Regions from separate parts of the Mus musculus genome. Here region 2 is linked to region 1. Evidence: chromatin contacts called from public HiChIP or PLAC-seq data. All regions are on one chromosome and are shown on one strand. The core of a region is the stretch at or near the end of the contact, and the rest is flanking DNA. Distances in the headings are between cores, read along the strand shown.

Region 1 (3,285 bases), core at 442-2,941:
TAAGGAGCTGACTAATGAGCATCTCCCGTGCAAGTGTTGAACTTAGTAAGCCATATGCAAAAAGTCCTGCAGACTTAACTATTTATGCCATGCTGTAACATTGTCCATACACAACTCTAGCATGTCACCTGGCCTTCTAGACTTAGATGTTCTTGTCTGCTGTTCATAATTGACTGCAGGTGTCTTGGCAAGTCTCAACACTAATGTAAATCCTTCTCCACTGAGTACTTTGTACGCTGTAGGTGCTTAATAAATGGTGTGCTGAGTGATAAACCATACGATCTGAACCTAGGGAGAAGCTAAATGAAAGACGAGTTGTGAATAGCTAGAAGAGCTGTGAACAAGGGGCTGGGTGTGCCAGTGGCCATAAGGCTGCCATTTTGCTTTAATTGGCTTGCACCAGGCTGAAGCATCCTGCTTATGTAAGACATTAGACTTGCAGGGAAATAATCCTCCTTGTGTTTCCTCTGTATATATGTTCAGTCTATCTCTGTGTGTCTCTGTCTCTCTGTCTCTCTGTCTCTCTGTCTCTCTGTCTCTCTGTCTCTCTCTCTCTCTCTGTGTGTGTGTGTGTGTGTGTGTGTGTATGTGTGTGTGTGTGTGTGTGTGTGTGCAAGATGCATAGATGTGGACTTGGGAGTGGAGGGAACTAAAGCTTTGATCCCATTTCCAATACACAATGAAGTTCTGGATTTTCAGTGGACCCAAAGACATCTACACACCAAACCTATGGCCCTGCTCCTCAGCTGGGTAGCAAGATGTAGCACAAATATCTCCATAACAAAAATAGAGAAAAACAAAAAGACATGCTCCAGTGTTTTAGAGTAAGCTTCTCTTCTATGGAAACTTCTGGATTTGCACAATTCATGAGAATCCTTCCTTTAGAGATGAGTCTACAGCACTTAATGCCTGATGCTGCCCAGTTTAGCTCTTGCTTATAGCTTCTTGATATTTTTGGTTGTTTCCTTAAAACATAACTTCTGCCTCTTGTTGCCTACATATTTCATTCCTTCTATTGTTTTTTTACCCCATGGAACAGAATTGACTATATGGGGGGTTGCTGAGTAATTATGGATGATTTCATAGTCTAGTTAGATGTATGATGGAGTGCTTCAGTAGGATGCTAATTTTTAAGGGTGTAGAAAAGTATTTTGGGGAAGTCATCTCTAAAGACAAAAAGAGAAAAAAGTTGTAACTAAGTTTGCCTCTCTGGAAAGTAGATCAATAGACTTTTTAAGAAATAAGCTACAAGTGGCCAAAAACCACAAGAATTCAAATCACATCCGGTGTAACCCTGGGAGATTATTTCTGCTGCAGAAGGAAGATGGCTGTTCGTGATCTGAGCTACAGTATGCTGCAAGGATGTAAGGGCAGCCAAACTCCTGATCTCACTGATGATGGTGGAGTCTTACTCATGAGTCATATCTGACAGAAGGGAAACTGACTGCTTCAGAGGGAACTGATCTCTCCAGTTGATGTGTACAGATAGAGAGCACGTGGATATGCATATGCATATGTATATGTACATATATATGTTATATGTATACTATAAAATTAGTGATTAATATTTTGAAACCTTTACCTCGTTTTAAATAGTTTCTCTTTATGTGAAGTGCATTATTTTTAAAAGCACAGCACACACATCTCCTTCCAGCTCTCCCCTCCAGTGCCTCTGGCATTATTCATTCTGAAACTTTCAACCGGCAGCGGACTTGGAGATGCTTCTTAACTACAGCTCACATCATTAGTGTTCCTGCTGTCTAAGCAGAAAAACAATGGGATTCAGCTTAGCAAAAGGCTTCAGGAAAACATAAACTCTGAAGGGTAATAGATCTGCATCTCAAATGGTTTTTCTGTCTAATGAGCACCCTAATGAATTTTTTTTCAATTAGAATATTTTCACAGATCTCAGAATGGTTAACCCAAGACTGTTTCGTTGGGATAATCTTCATTTACTGAGATGCGTTGACTTCGAGGTCAACAATCTCTGCTCAGTTATTGCTCCGCCAGCCCTCTCTAGGTTGTCCCTCCCCTCTGAGGCCCTCACTGCTTGAGATCAGCTGATACAATCCCAAAACTCCAGTCTATTCTTTCCAGTTCTAATACAGACATTCTGAAAGGTTCCATAGACAGCTCTAACTCCACAGGTCTTGTGATATTGTCTCTAAGCAACACATACACTAACACCATCGTGACATCGTCTGTACATTCAAGTGAACTTTCTTATATTTTTGTTGCCTACGATCAATAGCTGCTGAGTCTGTTGCTGCTGACCTTGAAATAATATCAAGAAAACACTGTCTTGTGTTTCCTTTTCTATTTCTGCTGCCTTAGTTCAGGCCACAGCATCTCTTGCTTGTCTGGAGAAGGCTATAAGATGGCTGTTGCTTTAGGTAGGGTTTTATTGCTGTGAAAATACACCATGACCAAGGCAATTCTTAGAAAGGAAAACATTTAATTGGGGCTGGCTTGAGTTTCAGAGGTTCAGTCCATTATCATCATGGTGTGAAGCATGGTGATGTACAGGCAGATGTGCTGGAGAAGTTCTACATCTTGCAGCAGAAGGAGACTGTGTCACTGGATGTAGCTTGAGCATAGGAGATCTTAAAGCCTGCCCCAATGTGATGTGCTTCCTGCAACAAAGGCCACACCTACTCCAATAAGGCCACACCTCCTCATAGTGCCACTCCTCATAGTGCCACTCTATAGTTGGCCCAGTGGGCAGAAACCAATTTCTCCTTATGAGCACATTTCATTTGTCATGGAGCTGTTCCATAGAATGTTTTGTGTTAAGATCCTTCCTTGCTAAAAATTCCTAGTGGTGGGCCCCAATTTCCTGTCAACTCTGTTTGCAGCTGTTTGGTTCTATTTTCTGATATCTCTCTGGACTGAATCCCAAGAGACAAGTCATTGCTTGATGGGATGTCTGGTGTCACCCCTCTGTGTTTTTCCTGGGCTTCTACTCCTGTATGTCTCACAATATCACATGCACAAGTGTTCTGCGGGTTTCATGCCCCTCACTTTGCCTGCTCTAAGTATCATTCCTTTTTTGATGTCTTAACAAAACTCTTGGCAGGCTTTATGAAGATGCTGTTTATATTTGTGTTTCTGTTAGCAATAGGTTTGAGCTCCTAGATGAAAGGGATGATGTCTTTTTTTTTTAACCTTTGATTTTTGGTAAGGCTCAACTTCATGATAAATTAAAAACATTCACGTGTCTTCTTGAGTAAATGAGCTGTGGATCTTTGATCTTCCGAAGTTCAATGTTCTTCTCCCGTTTGTACA
Region 2 (3,285 bases), core at 288-2,787, 57 kb before region 1:
AACAACTCATAAGGATCATTTCTCTCCTTCCAGCATGTGGATTCCTGGGTTCAAAATTCAGATCTCAGGCTTGGGTGCAAGTGCCTTTACCCATGGAGCCATTTCCCTGGTCCTACATCATACTATTTTTTAAGTTTTAAAACCTGAAATGAAACCCACACAACAACAACAACAACAACAAAAACTGAAACAAAACAAAACAAAAATCCCAAACCAAACTGAAACAAAACCAAACCAGTTAAAGCCATAAAACAATTGAATTAAGTCATTTTTTTTTCAACAATCCCTGTACCCAGAAGATTCTGTACAATACCCTGAAAAAAAAAAAAGTCGTCAATGGCAACGCTTTAAATTTAGGAGGGTCATCAGCCGAGGTGGGCTGCTCCAGGTAGACTATGATAATTTTGCAGTAATTATGTTTTACTTGTAAAAGCTTCTGAGAGACGGGGGGCAATCAGTCTCCCAGTGATCAGTAGTTCACCTCCGGACCGCAATGACTCATCTTTCTGCCCTTCTAGGTGGAAACTGGAGTACAATCTTTCCTATGTGCCCTCTAACCTCCACCCATCCTGTAGCTGTCCCATTTTACAATGGAAGTTTATTCCCTCATCAGCGAAAGAAAAGTATACAAACCAACGCAGACCAAACTAAAAAGTAACTTTCAACGTCCAAAAACGTTTTCCTTTGCGATCAAGTTCTTTGATCTCATCTCTTCCTCTTTAAAGTCAATGGACTCACTATCACACCACAAATTTAAACAAAGCGCCCTCCCCTCCCCCCAGCAGCCCTGTCTCAGAGGGTGTCAGCAGAGGTGGAAACTCCACAAGCCTAGAACATCTGCCGGGCAGGAGGTGGGGGTGGGATCATCGAAACCTTGTGGCCTTGTCCAAATCCAGGACACTCGGAAAGGTTGCGGAGAGGCATACTCTGAAGCCTCTTCAGTGACCCCGGGCCCAGAAAGATTTATTACTTCCTCCTTGAGGGAGAAACCACAAACCCGCTGGAATGGGCTAGCACCAGGGCCAAGGCTTCAGAACTGGGTTCCCGCTGCACACAGCGCTGTTGGGCGGTGCTGCTCGCGTCCTAGGAGGGGACACCAGTGCTGACCGCTGGGGATGAAAGGAGCGTACGTCCGGGGTATTTCTGCTCAAACTTTTATCACCAACTCTTCTCCAGAGCGAATCCTGGGAGCCGAGTCGTGCAGCTACAGAGAACCCAAGTCTCCGGCTGTGCGGGCGAGCTGGGAATCAGGCGCCGGCGCCGCGCCCCGGGCGCACCTAGAGCTCTGTTCTGCTACTAACGGCTGGAGGCCCTAGCAGCGCCTCCTTGAACCGGGTCGCATCTCCAGCCCCTAAGGAGGTGGCGGCGGGAGTCTGGAGCTGCGAGGAGGGCGGGTGTGGGACAGGCAGAGGAGGAGGGGAGCACGGCGAAGGGGAGGAGCCGGGGCGACAGACGGCGGCGCGCACCAACCCCGAGCGGGCTGGCAGGAGCCGCGCAGAGGCCGGCCCGAGCGCGTTGCAGGCGCCCGGCGTAGGGGGAGTCGGGTAGCAGCATCCTCCCGGGCGCCGCTTTAGTGCGGCCGCGGCGGGGGCTTCCTCTGCCTCGGGACCTCGTAGGGCAGAAGCCGCTGGTGACGCGGGGGTGGGGGGTCCCGCTCTTTTGCCTTCAGCTAGGTGTACAGAGTCCTGGGCCAGTCCGCGGCCACGGAGCGCCGGGGCTCGCCTGAGCCGCCCGCCAGGACATCCTCCGGGTGATGGAAGAAGCAGCCGCCGCTGCGGGGCCGCGCTGCACCCTATCCGCGGCCGCCGGAGGGATGGGAAGGTTCGCTACGTGGAGGCCAAGAGAGAGCGATGGAGAGCAGAACAGCCTGGAGCTGGGGCGTATGTAAGCCACCCCCCACTGTCGCCTCCTGCCTGCTTCGTGCCCCAGAGCCTGGAGGGAAGCAGCGGTCCCGAGAGACCTAAGGAGACGTCGCTGGAGCCGGGACGCGCCGCGCTCGGTGGAGCGCAGAGCTGGGCTCCGGGCCCGGTGAAAGTTTCCCCTCCCGGGGTGCAGGGCGCCCGCTGCTGGAAAACTCTGCCTAGGGCTAGGGCAGCGGAGTCTCGCGGCTCCCTCGAAGGCTTGGGGACCCCTAGCAGAAGAGAACCGGAGAGAAACCGAGGAGAGTGCTAGCCGGACAGTCCGCCGGTCGGGGATCTGGGGACGCTCCGAGGCGCACCCTCCGCTCCAGGTGAGTGGAGGAGCCCGCAGACTAGAGGGTGGGCGTTACTCAGGCGGAGGAGGCATCTGGACCGGAGACTGGGCTCACCCATTCACTCCGCTTCCCCTCGCAGGTCCTTCTCGGAGCCGCTGCCATGGGAGAGCCAGCCCTGGGCGCCGGGGACCAGCAGCCTCTGCCGCCGCGCCCGCCTCGGATCGGCGGCCCCAGTCCCGGCGCCCGCAGCCGGCCTGCAGCGTCCCCCTCCTGGGCTGCAGGGCCGCCTCCGCCGCGCCGCCGGCCCCGGCTGTGCCTGTGATGAGCCGCAGCTCGCCGCGAGCTCTGCCCCCCGGTGCGCTTCCCCGGCCGCTGCCGGCCGCGCCTGCCGCCGTGCAGCGGGCCCTGCTCCCGCCGTGGCCCCGGCGCGCAGGACGCCGCTGGCCTGCGTCCCCGCTCGGGATGAAGGTATTTCGCAGGAAGGCGCTGGTGCTGTGCGCGGGCTATGCACTGCTACTGGTGCTCACGATGCTCAACCTCTTGGACTACAAGTGGCATAAAGAGCCGCTGCAGCAGTGCAACCCCGACGGGCCTCTGGGTGCCGCGGTAGGGGCGGCCGGGGCCGGCTGGGGACGGCCGGGGTCGCCTCCTGCAGCGCCACCCCGCGCTCACTCTCGCATGGACCCCCGCACCCCGTACCGCCCTCCTGCCGCGGGCGTGGGGGCAGTTCCCGCAGCCGCGGCTGGGAGTGCAGGAGCTGCGGCCTCTCTGGGCAATGCTACTCGAGGCACCAGGGGTGGAGGGGACAAGCGGCAGTTGGTGTATGTGTTCACCACGTGGCGCTCGGGCTCGTCCTTCTTCGGTGAGCTCTTCAACCAGAACCCTGAGGTGTTCTTCCTCTATGAGCCTGTGTGGCACGTGTGGCAAAAACTGTACCCCGGGGACGCCGTTTCCCTGCAGGGGGCAGCGCGGGACATGCTGAGCGCTCTCTACCGCTGCGATCTTTCGGTTTTCCAGCTGTATAGCCCCGCAGGCAGTGGGGGGCGCAACCTCACCACTCTGGGCATCTTTGGGGCAGCCACTAACAAGGT

What was found. HiChIP or PLAC-seq counts read pairs in DNA pulled down with a chosen protein or histone mark.
Region 2: a CTCF HiChIP or PLAC-seq map of CD8 T cells shows a contact between it and region 1, with 6 read pairs. The contact joins the promoter of Chst2 here to the enhancer-like site in region 1. A contact is called at or near these places in 1 of 39 promoter capture datasets (trophoblast stem cells), 1 of 15 datasets of contacts at CTCF or cohesin (CD8 T cells), 2 of 484 Hi-C or Micro-C datasets (Th1 cells and Th2 cells), 4 of 115 datasets of contacts at active chromatin or transcription factors (CD8 T cells and embryonic stem cells) and 2 of 9 other capture datasets (liver and pancreatic islet).

Annotation. Positions count from the first base shown.
Region 1 is chr9:95,348,862-95,352,146 of GRCm38.p6, reverse strand. No RefSeq gene overlaps it. Among named protein-coding and RNA genes, the nearest start is that of Gm32018, 40 kb to the right of the region's middle. Within about 2 kb of position 1,691, at least 19 of the 459 cell types and tissues checked have an H3K27ac peak or open chromatin away from gene starts, as enhancers often do. A contact at or near this core is called in CD8 T cells, Th1 cells and Th2 cells, where this site is marked.
Region 2 is chr9:95,405,522-95,408,806 of GRCm38.p6, reverse strand. Chst2 (carbohydrate sulfotransferase 2) reads left to right here and starts at 1,537. Exons shown (of 2, transcript NM_018763.2): 1 at 1,537-2,230; 2 at 2,334-3,285. The coding sequence starts at 2,516.